2 separate regions of the Sus scrofa genome follow, and region 2 is linked to region 1. The links are chromatin contacts, called in public HiChIP or PLAC-seq maps. All regions are on one chromosome and are shown on one strand. Each heading gives the region's core, a stretch centred on a gene start, on an enhancer-like site or on the middle of the called end of the contact. The rest is flanking DNA. Distances are from core to core; before and after follow the strand shown.

What was found. HiChIP or PLAC-seq counts read pairs in DNA pulled down with a chosen protein or histone mark.
Region 2: an H3K27ac HiChIP or PLAC-seq map of skeletal muscle shows a contact between it and region 1, with 10 times the contacts expected there. The contact joins the promoter of PJA1 here to the promoter of EFNB1 in region 1. A contact is called at or near these places in 3 of 5 promoter capture datasets (fetal liver, fetal skeletal muscle and liver), 1 of 47 Hi-C or Micro-C datasets (embryonic fibroblasts) and 2 of 2 datasets of contacts at active chromatin or transcription factors (alveolar macrophages and skeletal muscle).

The regions. Positions count from the first base shown.
Region 1 is chrX:54,946,052-54,948,751 of Sscrofa11.1, reverse strand. It overlaps EFNB1 (ephrin-B1), which reads right to left and starts at 1,413. Exons shown (of 5, transcript XM_021079969.1): 1 at 1-1,413.
Region 2 is chrX:55,279,142-55,281,841 of Sscrofa11.1, reverse strand. PJA1 (E3 ubiquitin-protein ligase Praja-1) reads left to right here and starts at 1,259. Exons shown (of 3, transcript XM_005673705.3): 1 at 1,259-1,401.

The DNA.
Region 1 (2,700 bases), core at 164-2,663:
CCTTCTCCCCAATGGGGTCTCGTCACTGGAGACTCTGCGGTCGCCCAGAAGCCTCGACCGTTTCGGGATCGGCACCCTTGGGAAGAAGTGGGAGTCTCCCCAACACACGAACTCGTTCCGGGGGCTCCCGACCGGAGCGCCCAGGCACGGGCTCCGTTCCTCCAGGCCACACTGAGACTCCGGGCTGTGCGCCCCCCGACAGCTTCTACTTCAGCGCGGGCCCCGCTCAGTGTACTTATAAGAGCGGGGAGACGCTGCCGAGCGAGCAAGTCCCATCAGTTTGCACCTCTGAAGCCTCGGCCGGGTGGCCCGGCAGTCCAGCCGCCGAGTCCTAGCTCCCCGACGATTGCGCCCGAGGGTCTGAGGCCAGTGCGAGGCTCACACACCTCCCACTGCTGTCCAGCGCGCATAGACTCCCTCCGCCGCGGCTGAGCTGTCTACTCCCCTGCTCAGGCGAACGCAAGGCCAACCCTACTCATCTTAGCCAATAGCAAGCTCCGTCACGGGGTCCTTGCCCCGCACCACGCCCCCAAGAACAGGAAGGGGGTGGGGTTTCAGGGAGCTCTTAAGGACGCCGCGCTCTCGATGGCACCAATTTGAGTGTGCGGCTTGTGCGGTTAGGTGTGGGTCCCGCCTAGTCCGTTTCCAGAGCGCTCAGCCCGTGGGAAGTTGGTGCTCCTCTTGAGCTGTCGGCCTGTTCTCCTCCCCGCGCGCCTGGCCCGCTGACCTGGGCTAGACAGGCCCTGTCCTAAGTATTCCGGGAAAGTACTGCCATTCTTTTTTTACACACGCGAGCCCTGAAGTCCTGCTCCCGTGCCCACCTCAGTGGCAAGGATAGCTTGTATACTCTCAGTCCCGTAGGTCTCTGGTGGGCTTTCCTCCTTCCGCCCTCGCAGTGCGGGTCCGCTTGCAAATGGACTCGGAGTCCTGAAAAGACAAACCAATCGCGGTGGGTGGTGGAATCTCAGAGGAGTCAAGTACGGAAAAGGGGAGGGAGGAAGATGAGTTCTTCGCCCCTGGGGACCAGGCCTTGGGAGTCTCAACTTTGGGGAAGAGCTTTGTGGAACAACGGGGGCCCAGTTTTGGGGTCTGGCGTTGTCTCAAGGCGCGGGCAAAGCCCCAGGATACGGCAACGGGGATTAGAGGGCACCTCGGTAAAGAAAGACACCTGGAGAGCAAAGAGGAAAAGGCGCAGGGCAGAGGCGCCTTTCGAAAAAGCAAAAGCGGGCGCCCTCGCCCCAAGACTGCGGACTCCAGTTCCTCCCGGCCTCGCCATCTGGGTCTTTGTCTCCCAGCCCTGGCCCATTCTCCCCGCCCCTCCTCACTTCCTTGCTTATAACTTTGGCTCCATCCCACAGTTCAGACCCTCCCGGTCCGACCCGCTCTCCTGGGTCGGACCACAGCAGACATACACACGTGCTAACGTCTCCCTCTACTGGTCTTCCATAGCACTGCGGGCGCCTGGGACCGACTGAGAGCACCCACCCCAACAAGAGCATGGCTCACAGCAGCCTGGCACAGGCACTTGAACGCAAGACCTGGGATAGGGGAGGTGGCTTTGGCAAGAACAGAAGCCCGGTATGGGGAGGAGAAGAGATCACTAGGAGGAAGATCTGGGTTTGGGATTGACTCAGGGACTGCCAGGCTGCAGAGGATATAAAGTTTTCTTGCTGCTGCTTTATGGAAATAATTAGGTGAATGACATTCCCGAAGTGCTCGCCATTTACACAGTTTCCTGTCCTTGCACTTAAATAGGAGACTGAGCTACTGAGTTTCTCACTGGATCCTCTGATGATCTCTTTAGCTCATAGAGTGGGCCTGTATTTGGGTGGAAATAAAAAGGGAGAAGGGGGTTCCTCCCACTTTCAGGGACAGAGCCTGGAAGATCTGGGTAGAAAGGGAAGAAGAGGAGCTGTTTAAAAATCTCCCAGCTCCCAGATGGACCCCTTATTGGGGTGTGAGCAAGGAGAGACAAAAACTAGCTGCAGGGATATACCCATCATCCAGCTTGAAGACTAGGATTGCCACAAGTGTATGGCAGTACAGCAAAACCTGAGGATGAAAAACAGTCTGAGTACCTACTGTGTGCCAAGAACCATAGTAGAGGCATATCCCTTCAGAATCCTTTAGGCTCAGGAAGAAGTGATTCATCTGAGGTCACAGAGCTGATCAGTGGTAGAAGCAGGATTTGGCCCCAGACTTATCTGTCTCCAAAGCCTATGCCTGTTTCCCTGTACTATACCCACTCGCCACACTTCCAGCCCCTTCTTGCTTCCTTCCTTGCTTAATCCATTCCTAGTTGAAAGCTGGTTCATGCCTGGAAGGAAGTGGCCTTCAGGATGGCCAGGATTCCACTCTTCACTTCCAGTCTTCCAGAAGGTTTCTAGGCCTAGGAAAGTTCGTCTTTGTTCCTGGCCACATCCTCAAGTTTCCAGCTAAAATCATCACCACCAATCCAAGAACCAACTTTAGATTCCACTACCAGCACTCCCAGTGCCCGTCAGGAGGCAAGCCCAAGACCTGGTGGGGGATGGGGCAGATGAGGCTATGCTGCCAGACTTAGGAAACATGGGAATACAGCAGCAGCTCCTGAGGGTGCCAACACCTCATCCTGGGTGGGGAGGGCACAGAGGAAAGAACAGACTCTATGTCTAGGCCTGCTTTGCACGCTGGTCACCCCTGGTCACGGCACAGTCTTTC
Region 2 (2,700 bases), core at 10-2,509, 330 kb before region 1:
TATTTGCCTCATACATTTTGGAATTACATTGTTTGGCATATAAATTTTAGTGACTGTATGTTCTCAGTGAATGGAACAACTCAATTTGTTTTCTTTTAATGCTTTTTACTTTGAGTTCTTGATTTTTCTGACATTAACATTGCTATAAGTCTCCCTCCTTCCTTCTTTCCTCCTCTTTCTTTTTCCTTTTAAAAATTCCTCCCTTCCCTCCCTTCCTTCTTTTTTTTTCTTTCCCTCTTTTCTGCTGATATTTACTAGCATATATTTTCCAATCTTATTTCTGCTTTAGGTGAATCTCATATAAACAGCATATAACTGGATTTCTAAAAATTAAATGCTCAAAATGAGAGTTCGCTTTTTAAAAATTTTTATGGGAGATGTTAACCCAAAATACATATTAATATATTTTTATTTCTGCCATTAAAAAATGCTTTTTTAAATTGCCTCCCATCCCATTTCTGCCTTTTGTTAGATTGAGCTTTTCTCTTTGTTGTACATATTATTTCTTTAATGGTTTGAAAGTTATACATCCTATTTCTGTTGTTGCTACCCCTAAAATCTCCTGTTTTTCTATTATGCATTTTATTTCCAGTAAGAACAAAGCATTGCTATTAGGAACATAGAGAATCTTTACATTTGGTACAAATACTAGAGATATTTGTAAAGTGCAATTTAAAAAAAGGAGTTCCAGAGTTCAATAAAATTGTATAAATCCAAAAGGCATATTAAATATTATAATATTTAAAAAGTGCAATGCAATTACCAGAATGTGAATCCAGGTTGTGCTTCATGACTGAAAATTTCTTTTGGGCAGAGAAGCTCGATTTTGTGATAAACAGCAACAAATTCTACTGTAAACAGTTCAATTTGCTTCAACGACCATATTTAAAAAAAAATTTAAGCCTACTGCAACCCTAAATACAGTGATAACTTCCAATACAAACCATAACATAGCACATAGGATAGGGTATATTAATATAATTATTTTCACACCAGAATGAACCAGAAAGAATTTGCAGATTTCATTTTATTTAAGACAACAACAGCTACCAAAAGCACAGAATGGAAAGGCATATGACTAAATGTTTAACACTTGTTAAAGCCGACTGTTGGTTACATTTTTCGCTGTCCTTTTCTGTATCCTTGACGATTTCATCATTTCAAATGAAATAATGCTTTCGGGTCCACCCTGATTTGTCGAGAGCAGCTGCTGCCCCCGCCACATCAAGGGGGCGGGTCGCCGCGACGCCACAATCACTTCCGCCGCCGCAGTCGTGCCCGCCCCACTGCTGTCTGGAGGGGGAGGAGCTGGAGCCCCGGGAGCAGCGGCTCTGGCGGTCGTGGCGGTCGGAGGTCCGAAAGCTCTGCTCTTCACCAGAGTGTGCGGGGGGTCGCGACTGGGTGAGTGAAAGGCTGTTTCTTTCCTCGATCCCTCCAGACGTGGCGGTGGGGCGAGGGGCCGGGGGGCGGGGGGGGAGGCGAGGTGGAGGTGGGGGCTCTAAGTGAACAGATTTTCGGGCTCGCCCCTCGGGAAGGGGTGGGGCGGACGAGGGTCCTGACCGCAGAGGGAGGCCTGTGTCCTCCATCGGTCTGATTTAGGGCTCCATCCTCCGTCACCCGGCCCCAACAACGGCCCCTTTCGTGTGGCCCGCCCCCACTCCGCTCTGGGGGCTTGAATCGTTATTCGAGAGGGGAGTGGTGGTCGAGGCCCTCTCCCACCTCTCTCTGCCTGTCCTTTCCCTCCTCCGCCTTCCTTTTTTGGCTCCTCTGCGGAGCGATCCGTGGCCTTTCTTACCCCATTTTGCAGTTGTTTTGATGAATGGTAAATGGTGAAGATTTTTAGGTAAATATATTGCTCTCAGGAAAAGAATTGTCAGAAAAACAAAATCACTCCCAGGGAAAAACTATACCCCCCACACGCCCTTTTCTTTCTTTTTTTTCCCCCTTTTCCCATTGGTTTGGATTTACCTTTTGAGCCGATAAGTCTCCCCTTCTCATTATGACATTGCGGCCCCCTCCCATCCGTGTGTCTTGCGCGCGAGCAGGGACACACACGCACATGCCCGCACACACGCTTGTGCGCGCGCGCACACACGTACACACATATACATACACACATACGCATGCACAGAAACCTTCCATTGCGGCTCCCTTACCACCATCACCCCCAATACTCAAGGTTCCTGCGTATCCCCTCCCCCGCACATGCTTGGACACTCACACACACAAACCCTCTCACACACTCTCACGCTCTCTAGTGCCTTCCCCTGACACACACACACACACACACACACACATGGCCTCACACCTTCCTGTGCCTTTCCAAGCCTCTCACGGACTGCCACATTCACACCTCCAGAAGCTTCCCCCTCCTCCCTCTGCCTCTGCGTGCACTGGTGAGCACACAGAACACACACACACACACACACACACACACACACACACACACACACACACACACACACACACACATATCCTCATCCTCCCACACACCCTCCGGGCTGCCTTACCACACACACATAAGGATATCCTTGGATTGCTTTTTTCCTACGCCACTTACATGCATACTATGCATCCATACCTTTTTCACATACCTCTCTCAGATGCTCCCTGTCTGCTGCATATGAGCCTAGACACCCTCCTTCGCTGGTCCTTGTGGTGCACACACTCACACTCACATAAATCCTTCTCCAGAGACAC